2 separate regions of the Sus scrofa genome follow, and region 1 is linked to region 2. Evidence: chromatin contacts called from public promoter capture Hi-C data. All regions are on one chromosome and are shown on one strand. The core of a region is the stretch at or near the end of the contact, and the rest is flanking DNA. Distances in the headings are between cores, read along the strand shown. Region 1 holds the start of SMC5 (structural maintenance of chromosomes protein 5). Region 2 holds the start of APBA1 (amyloid beta A4 precursor protein-binding family A member 1).

Region 1 (5,840 bases), core at 361-2,860, 570 kb before region 2:
TCCTTCACAATGCTGCTGAAGTAATATGTCACATGTCATGCATGCACTTAACCTGGCAACCTACAGCATAGAACTGGAATTCCTCAGCATAGGAAACACAGACCCCCAAGAGTTGTCTTCAGTATAAACCCTGTTCACATATTCACATCCTGTGCTCTAACCATATTAAAATACTGGAAACTTCTTAATCATAACCATTTCAGGTAATTCCTTCTGTCAGCAATGCTCTTCCTTTTTAAGAATGTCATAATCTCCAGTACAAAGCCCTTCTCACAGTTGTGGACAAAATTAACCATTTTAGCCATTGCTCCCCCCTTGCATCCTGATGCACATATGTTATTAAGGCAAATACTTCGTTTGATTATATTTATCTTTCCTGATTTGGATTCAAACAACAATTCCGCTACTTATTAGCTGTGTAAACGTGGGCAAATTAACCTCTGAGCTTATCAATGGAAATAATATAAAGAGTTGTTACCAGGAAAGAATGAGAGCATTGTGTAAATAAAGCACCTACTTCTATAGCACATGACAGATGTTTGAAAAATAATGTTAGTAATGTTACTGCAATTCTGTTTTCCCTATGTTACTCTGCGCAAGCTTAAAAAAAAATAAATCTTAAATGAACTTTAAGGTGCTAAACAGATACACGGTATTTGTGTTAAAACATATTTAAAAATTCTACAGTGAGTATTATGGTTAGTTGTCTGAAGGGATAAAAAAGGAACCAGAAAGCCAGATTTGAAAGGGTCAAGGGTCTTCTGGGAGCGCAATAACTGAGAGTAAGGCTTAATTTTCAGGTACATTTCAACCTCCATTAGGAAACCTTCACCATCTTTGTCCACCTAGCAACTGCCTACTCTTCACGAATCTGTCACGGCATCACTGCCGTTCTGATTTAACTGTTGCTTCCTCTGAGTTCCCAAGAACCACAGTTTTGCCAATTACAGATTACGTCCTACCTCTACAGGCTGTGACTCCCAGGGGGCAGAGATCGAATCCCTACTACGTCCACTGCCCGCCATATGACGTCTTCAAACAACATTGGCGTTAAGAATTAAAAAAAAACATATCACCCAAGACACACTCCTACCACATCGACACACACGTCAATCTTCATGGCCGACGAATAAAACTCCTGACGGCAATCTCAGCACGAATTTACTGTTAAACCCACAAGCCAGGCACACATCCACCCACCTACCCCTGCACGCATGCAGCCTGCGCCCCCAGCCCGAGGGCCCGCTCGCCTCCCCAGCCCGGCCTCTGGCCACTCACAGGAAGTTCTCCATCGCGATGCGGACGATAGAGCCTTCTACGAAAGGCCCTGAAGACTGCAGCGGCAGTGGAGGCGGCGCCGCCGGCGGGGCCGAACTCTTTTTCTTGCTCGGGACCTCCGACGAGGGATCTCTGGGGAGAGCTCTCTTGGAGGCCAGGGGGATTGGTGTAGACGTTTTCTTGCTCGGTGTCGCCATTCTGGCTTCCTTTCCTTCTTGAGCTGGCTTCCGTTCCCACCGACCTGCAGCCCCTGCGCTCCAGCGCCCGGCTCCCGCGCGACCTGCCCTGGCGCGCGACTCCCCCACCCCCTGCCGGGAGCCCGCCCTCGCGCCTGCGTAGTTGAGATCGCTGGCGTCAGCGGTCACGCACCGCCCAGTGCTGGGCCTGGAAGGCCGAAACCCTTGCGAAAGCGGGGGTGGAGCTGGGGGAAGCTGCTTCCGGTCACTTTTCTCTATGTCTGTATACTTTGAGAAGTTTTGTTTTGGTTTTGTTTTTTAACTCAAAAAAAGACATCAGTTGCATTTAGTATTTTGAAAGCCTTTTCAGTGCTCTGAGGAAACATCCGGGAGAGAAAGGAGGACGGTGTTTGTGATGGCACCTCGTGTGGGCAACGTCAGACCCCATTGGTGATGCTCGGAGTCTGCCCTCGGTTCGGGCCTCTTCGTCTTCTTTCTTTGTTTTCAAGCAGGTTCCCATGTCCAAAAAGAAAGAAAAGAAAGGAAACTCTTCCAAATGGCTCTATGCCTTCCTCTCTCTTAAAGCATGGCGCTATGGTCTCCTGCACTCTCCAACTGGTAGAAAGACTGCACCACACAGATTCTCCTCATTGACTGTCCATCCCCTCGTTAATTCCCTTTTAAGACTCCCTCCCTCGAAGTTTCCGGAAACCCCGGAGCTCCCTGGCATGGTGTAGAGGGTGTTCCACTTAAACTGGCTCACATTTGTCTAATTAACCTCCCTTTTAAGATGAGCTTCCTGCGACCTACTTATGTGTCATTCCTCAACTGATAATGTCTAATCTACCAGAGGCTGGGTTGTGGCCTTGAGGGAGTGAGTGGAGAGATAGAAAAAGAACAAGTTAACCTAATTTCTGGCGGAGATAGATGCTCAGAAGAGAAAAACAGAATGAATGTGATGGAGAGGCAGGGAAGGCCTGTCAGAGGGAGTGATATTTGGGCTAAACCCTGAAGGCGAAGAAAGAGCCAGGTGTGGAAATAAGAAAAGAGCATTCTGGGCAAAGACAAAGGCTGTGGTTGGGGGAGTAAACCATGGAAGGAGTTAACAAAGGGAAGGCTGGCAGTAGAACCCTGATTTCTGACTCCTGGACCAATGCTCCTTTTCCAGGTTTCTGATTCTTTCTCTCACAGGAGTGAAATCCACGCTCTCAAAGTTATAATCAACGAAAAAATGAGTTGGAAAAACATGTAAAATTTTCATGGTTATTAGGAAAAAAATATATATTTATAAAATTTTGACTTTGCTTGCAGCATGAAGTTCCCAGGCCAAGGATGTAACCTGCACTATAGCTGTAACCACGGCAGTGACAATTCTGGATCCTTAAGCTGCTGAGCCACCAAGGAGCTCCACAAAAAAATTTTAAATAGAAATTAAAGAAGAATTTTGAAACTTCTGAACAGGAAATAATAAAGATAGTGTTTAGGAGGGCACTATACCGTTATATGCTACACTGCTAGTAGAAATTGTTTGAAAAGTAACTTGGTACTCTGCTTCAAGAGCCTTTGATGAGTCAATTTCTTTGGAGAAATAGTTGTATTTGGGAAAATCTACCCTAATAGTAAAATAATACAGGCAGCAGTAATAGGAGTTAAGAGTGGGGAACCAATATAACCATCTTTATACCATCAACAGTTCTTCAGTGAATTAATCAAATTATGCTTATAAACTTGAAAGTTGGGAAAGGGCCTCTGAACTTGTGATGACCCCACAAATGTGCACACACTATGCGTTCTTGCCTGAGCACCGCCAGTCATGCTCTACCACCATCTTTTGAAAAGGAAAATGTTACTGGTTTTGCTTCTAACCACAAAAGCAATAAGTGTTAAATGCAGAAATTTGGGGGACACAGAAAAAAACATACACAAACGGAAAACTTATAATTCCTCTACCCAGACTAATCACTGTTAAGATTTTGATGTGTTTTAACATCCTCTTTCCATATGTATATACTATGGTCCTTCTGTGTTAAAAAAAAAAAATACTGCACAAATTATGTATCCTGTTATTTAACCTTTTTCTCAATATATTATGAATATCTTTCCATGCCATTAAGTATTTTTCTGTGACATAGTTTCAACTATATAGTATTCTATCAAACAAATATACTGTAATTGATTTAAATACTTCTCTTTTGTTGGACTCTGTGTGACTGAAGTTAGCATGAACCAGGGATATGCTGGCATGTTACACTAGCTCAGTGCTTCCTACTATTGCTTAACAATTTCATGAACTCATAAAGGTAGACACATCTATCTTGCCACCTCTGGTTTCTTTAATTCTGCTGGTAAAAAATTGTCTTGAAAGGAGTAGTGTCATATAGGCAAAAGGAGAAGGTCTTTGGAAATAGAATATCTATTAATCAGAATCTGATGTTAATGAATGAATGAGTGAGCCACAATGGTTAATTCTACACACCCAGATCTTAAGACATCAGCTGAAGTCATCATGCCATCCTTGCTAGCTAACAGATGTGGCAAAGCAATTCTACTTAACTTTTTATTGACGAAGAAATAAGCGACCAGAAACCACTTTAAGCCATGGCCTTCCAATGCTATAGAAACTTTTAAAATTAACACAAACAAAAAGCTGGCAGAAAGGGGCAGGGTCAAAGTTATAAATATATTTCACCTAACCATCAGAGACTATCTTCTGTGTTCTCTTTCTTGGCTTCACTCCAAGCCCTAGGTAATGATGCCACAACAGCAAGAAGGTGGGGCAAGATGCATGGGATAGAACTCAGCTGTGGCAATCTCTGACCAAGAGTTTTCTCTTTCAGTTCTAACAAGAACCCTCTCAGGTTAACAAGAATAACCTCCTCTGGTTTATATACCAAGTGAGAAAGAATATTCCATTTTGATTTTTGCAAATTCATAAAGTGGAAAAGTGAACGCTTATGACTTGAAAGTGAGGGAAGAAGTCAAATGCTAAAACCTAAGTAAGTCCTTGTCTTCCCCCCACCCCACCCCACCCGCCCCACACACATGTACATACTTTCTAATCAGTCTAGTTAAGGACTGACAGGAAAGATCTAGACAGGGATGGGGGCTTCTGAAGACAATGAGCATCCTTCCCACAGGGAACTAAAACCCTATACAATAAGAATTGCTAGAAGTAAGAATACCTTACTTCTAAAGTTTTTTTTTTTAAGATTTTTATTTTCTCCATCATAGCTGGTTTACAATGTTCTCTCTACAGTTCTTAATTTGAAAATTTTTTTCTGACATCATACAGAAGTTGAAAACAAAAATATCTGCTTCTTCTTGTGTAGCAGAATTAGTATTGGAATTGGTTATAGTAATCACTATAGTGTTAGTAGTAATAGCCAATACTAACAGCATTGACCATGCACCAGCTACTGTTACAAGCACTTTTTCATACTTGTTTTTATGTTCTGGATCAACATCTCAACAGATTTACCTCTTTCTTGAATTGCAGTCTCTTGGATACAAAAACTAATTGAAAGACTCAAAAATTCTTTAGGAATTAATATTAGATTCAAATATTCTTTGTGATGTTATGATAGAAAGCCTAGAGCTAATCAGGCCCTCATTTCTTTGAAGGATATAAAATGGTATTAAATCGCTCCAGAAGGAATTTACTGTCAATTTCAGAAAGATCACAAACAAGGCCTGAAAACACCATGTGCAGTTTTCTTCTCTGCAAGTCCTTGCTGAATGACTTGATGGTCCTCCTTGCCCAGGCTGGGTCAGGGGCCTATGGGGGGAGAGCAAGTGTTTTCCCTCACAGCTTCTTACTTCCTAAGTGAAAGAAAGTGAGTAATTATCAGCACTGTGCTAAATCTGTGGAAATCAGCTACATAAATTATAAAATAAGTGAGTCCTTTGGTATCAGGCACCAAGAGTGACATTTCATTCCAACGTCTCCACAGCTAGGGTGCTGAACTCTTGGTTTTAAGTTCTCACTTCTACAGCTTTAATTGGTAACCATGACATCCTTCTTATAATTAAATTTTCTTTGTATTTTTGTTTTTATTTTAGGAAGTTTGAAAATCCAGAAAGCACAAAGCAGAAGCTAACAATCACTCATCCATAATCCTACAGCCAATAATTAACACTCTGTGTGGGGAATATAGTCAATAACAATGTAATATCTTTGTGCAGTAACAAATGATAACTAGATGTATCGTGGTGATGATTTTGTAATGTATACAAATATCATATCACCAGGAACTAACATAGTGTTGTAGTCAGTTATTTTTCAAAATAAACTAACAAACAAAGAAGTTCATAGGGAAAAATCAGATTTGTGGTTACCAGAGGCAAGGGGTGGAGAGAAGGGGAATTGGATTAAGGTAGTCAAAAAGT
Region 2 (6,034 bases), core at 77-2,576:
ATATAATATTTCGATTTTAGTAAAAGATCTTTTTGAGGAGGGGGAAGCTATTAATTAGTTATTAAAGCCAAAAAAAAAAAAGATTCATTACGCAGTGGAATGTAAATTCATATGAATTTTAAAGCTAAAACACAAGACTTCAAGAATACATCAGACTACATCCAGATTTCTGGCAGTATTTTGGTTAAAATAATATGTAAACATGGTGTATGTAGCAAGAGATTCCTTTCCCAAGAGCTCCAGATAATCAAGGCTTATCTTCATTTTACTAGATGAGAATATGTGTATGAAGATGGCTTTGCAAACTATAAGGCTTTGTGCAAATATCATTTATTATTACTGAGAAATCTGTGAAGAGAAATGATTTCGCTCATAATACATTGCCAATTATAGGTGAGGCTGTCGACAGAGCCCAAGTCCCCTGAGGCCTGTCTATCCCACTGCTTTTCATTAACGCACAGCACCTGACACCTGGTTCCTGCTGCTAAGGCTCCCCCCCACCCCCACTCTTATTCCCTCCCAAGCATATCTGGGACTGATGCCCTAAGCTAGGCTCAAATACAGTCTAAATTCTGACCAACCAGAACTGAGAAGCAGGTAGAAAAATTAAGCCGAGCATCTCCCGGCAGAAGCTTTCTGCTCTTCCCCCAGGAACGGACTCTTCCCCTCAAGGGCGGCAAACGCGGCCCGTTTAGCTCCAGCTCAAACCCGAGCGACTCGCCCCCTGGCGGCGACAACGCAGGACTGCAGCGCTTTCCGAGACGCCAGCCACCCTCTTTTCTGAAGGGGTCTTGTGCAGCCGCGGGGCAGCGAAATGCAGGCAGGGCCGGAAGAAGAGAAGCTCGGTAGTAACTCAGCAAAGGGAACACCCCTCAGGAGCCAAAGCAGCGGCCCGACCTCGTGGTCCCACAGCGCGGCCCATCCTGTCGGGGAACCCCCTCTGGGCTTCCGCCGAGGAGGCGGGGGTGTCCCCATCAGTCCCCTCGCGGAGACAACCCCACGTCACGCTCAGTGCGCCCGGCCAGCAGCCAGAGGAGAGAACAGGAGGTCCGGCGGGGCCCACGCACTGCAAGACGCCCCTGCCCGAGCCAGGCACTTAAGAGCGACAAGAGGCAGCAGAGCCAGGCACGCCCACCCGCGTCGGGACCGGGGCGCTTCAGAGGCGGCGCGTGGAGGACACCGCCCAACTGCTTAGGGCTCGCGCGCCGCGCGTGCGCGCGGGTGGGCGTGGGAGGCAGGGCGCTCCTAGCACGCGGCGTGCGCGCGCGCGCTCCCCGGGGCACCCTCCCTCTCCAGCCGGCCGGCTCGGCCCCGGCGCGCGTCACGAGGGGCGGGCGGCGGGCGGGAGGGTGGGGAGAAGGGGGTGGGGCCGCGGGACCGAAGGGGCCCGAGCGGCGGCTGCAGAGCCCTAGCCCGAGATTGGCGAGGGAGGCTGAGGTCGTGGCGGCGGCGGCGGGAGAAGATGGTGGCAGTAGAGGTAGGAGCGGCTGGAGTGGAGCTTTATTCCCAGGCTTGGCACCAACGCTGTCATTAGCGCCGCCTGCTCCCGCGGGCCCGCGGACCCAGCTGTCAAGCAAGGTACCACCGCCAGGGAGGGGTGGGTGAATGGGGGCTCTCCGGCGCTGATGCTGCCCCCGACTGAGCCCCGGTCCTAGCGGAAGGGTGCCCCCGGGCGCGAGAGGAGCTGCGAGGAACAATAGTGCGGATAAGAGGGGACAGCCGGCGACATCCAGAGGGCAGTGCCTTTAGCCACGGAGCTAACGGGGCGGGGGAAGGAGGCGTTGAGAATTGGGATGCCGGGTGTCCGGTGCTTGCTGAAATGCAGTGCTTTGGGGACAGCGGCGGGCCTGATGACAGTCATGGCAGGAGTGTGTGTGTGTGTGTGTGTGTGTGTGTGTGTGTGTGTGTAAAAGGTAGAGCCTAAGGGATGGGGATGGCGAATGAAAGGTGTTGGGGGACGACATTTCCAGGAATCCCCGCTAGGAACCCTCAGCTCTTGGCTGACTGTGAAAAAGAGTGTGGTGATGGCAACGATGAAGTGGGCAGGAGGCACTTGGTGTGTGAATGTGGAGGGAGACAGCAGGGTGGGTGCGGATTTGTAAAATACCATGTGTGTGAATCTGTGTATGTGTGTGATTGTGTCCACGCTCCTCAAACTGCTCTCCAAATCCAGAGATCTGCGGGTGCCCCGACTTGCTGTCACCCGTTTACTGTGGGACACTGTTTGTTATTTCCATCCTGCAACTCTGAGTACCTTCTCTGTTCTGCTCCTGCCCCGTGGATGGCCGGGTGTGGGGATTCTCACTTCTCCTCACTCACCCTCACTTCCCCCTGTTCTCACATGTCTTTTGACATGGGGATGTGGAAGTGTGACTGTGGCTTTGGACCCATGGCAGAGAAAGAGGGTAATGGTTACCCTTTCTGGGCTTTCTGAAAGGTTTTGAGGGGAGCTTCCATCCTGTGACACCTCTCCTCTGTTCAGCCCCTGCTCTGTAAGGGTCTTAGATGCCCTGACACTGCAGTTTCTATTGTTTATCTCTGGTCTGACCTGAAGGAGAAGGGTCTTTAATGGCCACATCCCTCTCTCTTTCCCCCAACTTTGAATGTCAACTAGACCTTCTTCTTCCACATTTAAATACTGGAAATCTTATGGCTGAAGAATATGGTCTTTATGTTTATTCTTGTAGCATGAACTCTAGATGTGTGTATAAGAGATGGGAGGGGTGGTATTTAAAAGACGAAAAGATCCTACTGAGAAATATTTGGTACCCTCCTTGGTCAACGTCACACAGGCAGGGCGTTTTCCTTAGGAAAAGGGATACTTTATTTCTACTCCTGGTGTCATCTACTCTTCCAGGCTTCACAATGACTAGGTGGTACCATGTATTATTCCAGAACTGAAATCCCCCAAGACTCATGGTGGTGAGGTCCCAGGTCAGTGCGTAGTCAATGTAGCCTGCTAGTAGGGAATTTGGAAAATGTCAGGCTGGGAATAAGTCACCCAGTGGGAGCCAGGACACAGAATTGCATCCAGAGTCAATAGCTGTTTAATTGTCTCTGCGTGATAAAGATAGGCTTGTGTGGGGCTGGGTAGAGAGCGATAGGAAGGGAGATAGCATATTCATATATGTGTCCACTGCAGTTTGGCTCCCTGCTCCTGTGTTTCTCCTGCGGTATTTATAGAAATGAATGTACCTTTCCACTTAGTATCTTGATATTTCTTTATTAAAATGTCATGAGACTAGATTAACCTGCTTAGAACATATTTTAATCATAACACCTTAAATTCTACTGCATTGCTGTCGGAATCCAAACTGGCTGCCCTGATCCTTTTGAAAAGCCTGTAAGCAGTCATAGCTACACAAGTAAGTATACAACACATTGGCATCAGAGCTTTCTTTCTCTTTAAAAAAAAAATCGTTTTATTTTCTTTTTGCAGGAGTTGCATTGAAAATAATAATAGGAAAATAATAATAGGGCTGTCCACATATTTTTTTTCTTCCCATTTATCTTCTCTTAATTAATGATGATCTGTAGATCGGGTTTTCTTGGAGCTGTGAACATTAAATTTCCCACGTCAAGTCAAGTCTTGTAAAATTTTAATGGGAGGTTGTTGGACTGCATCCAGGATTTAAGGATAGATTTATAAAAATGAATTTTAATTCTTAGTTCTTCACTCTCATTAGTTCTGCTGATTTCTTCCTGAGAAAAGTACTTTGGAGTGTAAAAGGCATTCTCAGAGGTTTTGGATTTTCTAAAAAATAGTTGGCATCTTTATATCTGCAGGTAAAATTCAGAGATGTAAATGTCTAATAAGACAGTTTAAGAATATTATTAATTATCAAGATAAATAAACTGTTTTGAAAAAGAATAATTATACAACAGCACAGTTGATGACTCAAGAATTAGTGATTTTCTTTCTGACATAACTGTGATAATTTTTAAAATGCACTACTTAGCTTCCTAAAGTTGGGACTATTAAGGTTAATGATATAGCTTGAATCCTGTAATTCAGTCTGAGAAATAGTTGTACCTTTTGCTGTGGTCTGCAGCAAGCCATTTGTTTTGCATGGATGCATTCTCTTCATTTAAAGAAGCCTTAATTCTTTTCCTTGCCACCATTGGGTCTCTTAAAGAAGTATATTTTTCGGAAGACTTAGAAATAAGGGACATTTGAAAATCGACCTATGAGGGCAAAAGGAATAAACCCTGGTACCATGAGGAGGTGGGACTTAACTTCCACAAGGAAAAAGTAATTGTTCTTAAAATTGAGAGAATTTCATGCCCCAAAATCCAAAGTTAACCCTTTGGGTTACTGTCATTAATTTACAAACATGTTAGTTGCCTACAACATCTCAGGCACTGTATGCTTTTGGATAGGGCTCAGGAAATGTTATGAGGCCTGGAGATTTGAGGAATAAGGAGACTTAGATCCTGCCTGGAAGGAGAGACAGGGGGACGTTCATGTAACTAACTATAAGAATGGTGGAAAATGATTAAATGCTGAAAAAGCTATCTGCTTGTAGAGCTGTAGGAGTTCACAGGATACAACAATGACTTCAAAAGGAAGAATCAGGAAAGATTACTTGAAAGAGGGAGACTCTGAGTGGAGGAATTTGAGCTGGCAGGGAAGGAAAGGCATACTCAGGAAGGAAGAGCAGAGCAAAGACCTGGTGGTGGCCTTTAAAATGGCAAGTGTGGCAAAAGGAAAATCAAATATAGCACTTCACTCAATACCGTATTTATCCTCAGTGTGTGCTCACAGAGGACAGAGTGGTGTGTCAATTATTTCTCAATAAAAAGAATGATAGCACTTTGGCTGGAGTGCAGGAGATGGCCAGAAACGTAATGAGACGTAAGGTAAGAAAGAGAGGGTCAGTCAAGGTTGTGTGACGCCTTGTATATGAATTGTATTCAGTAACTACCAGGGAACCTTAGCAGCTTCTGAGGAGGAGGGTTGACAAGACCAGAACTGTGCTTCAGGGAGAAAATCTTGAAGCATTGTGTTGGATGTAATGAAATGAGGAAAGACTGGCAGTAGTGAGACTAGATAGACTCTGTTGTCAAATCAGGGATAAGAGGAAATGAGGCAGTGGGAGTGAAGGGGAGAGGGAAGACTCAAGAGACAGTGTGCAGGAATAATCTGAACCCTGAGCAGGGAAATCAAGGTCATTGTCAGGCTCTGCCGAGAGAATGATTGGGTCATTGTCAGGAAGGATCTTCAGAGGAGGATGAGGAAGAGGGGGGAAAATAAATTTTATTTTGGGTCTGACAGGTTTGTCCAGATGAAGGGACTACAATACAGGTGTAAGTCACGGAGGGAGGTTAGAGCTACAAAGAGAGATTTGTAAATCATCTACTTAGGAGTGATTTTAATGGATAATAGGGAAAACAGCAAGAAGAGGCAAAAGATAAGGAATGTCTGTGTGTTTGAGAGGAAAAGAGAAAAAAAAAAGGGTGTGAAGAATACTAAACAAGGGGCAGCTAGAGAAATGTGGTGGCAGTAGTATGATGTTATGGAAGCTGGAAAAGGTGAGGGTTGCACCATCATTCTTACGGCTCGCCCAAGTGGGTGAAGGTGCAGTGAAGAAAAGCCATTGAATTTGACCCCTGGCTTTCCTTAATTGTCTTTGAACGTGGTGGCCGTGCAGTCAGGCTGTGAGGGGTTGAAGAATGGAGGATGATGCATATGGAAGGCAGTGAGGACAGACTTAATTAATAAGTGAGGTGATACATCCAGGGCAGGGCATAGTGTAGAAAAATAATGCTTTAGTGTAGGAAAACTTGAGCCTACTTTATAAGCAGAGGAAAAGAAACCATTGAAGGGAAGAGCAGTTGAAAATGTAAGGGAGAGGCTAAACTGATGGAACGGAATCTTCAAGAAGATGGGAGCACACTGGATGAACGCAAAAGGACTCTTTTGAGGCAGGAGCAATGGGAACTTGGAGGTAGAAGGAAAAGAATTTCTCCCAGTCTTCCAGGTCAAGTCAAAGAGTGGTGAGCAAGTTGAGGCCATGGTAGAATAACGAAGACT

The links. Promoter capture Hi-C pulls out the DNA fragments that hold promoters and counts their contacts.
Region 1: a promoter capture Hi-C map of liver shows a contact between it and region 2, with 4 times the contacts expected there. The contact joins the promoter of SMC5 here to the promoter of APBA1 in region 2. A contact is called at or near these places in 1 of 5 promoter capture datasets (liver) and 1 of 47 Hi-C or Micro-C datasets (embryonic fibroblasts).

The regions. Positions count from the first base shown.
Region 1 is chr1:223,556,041-223,561,880 of Sscrofa11.1, reverse strand. SMC5 (structural maintenance of chromosomes protein 5) reads right to left here and starts at 1,610. Exons shown (of 24, transcript XM_021064744.1): 1 at 1,279-1,610. The coding sequence starts at 1,475.
Region 2 is chr1:222,985,290-222,991,323 of Sscrofa11.1, reverse strand. It overlaps APBA1 (amyloid beta A4 precursor protein-binding family A member 1), which reads left to right and starts at 1,326. Exons shown (of 13, transcript XM_021064677.1): 1 at 1,326-1,578.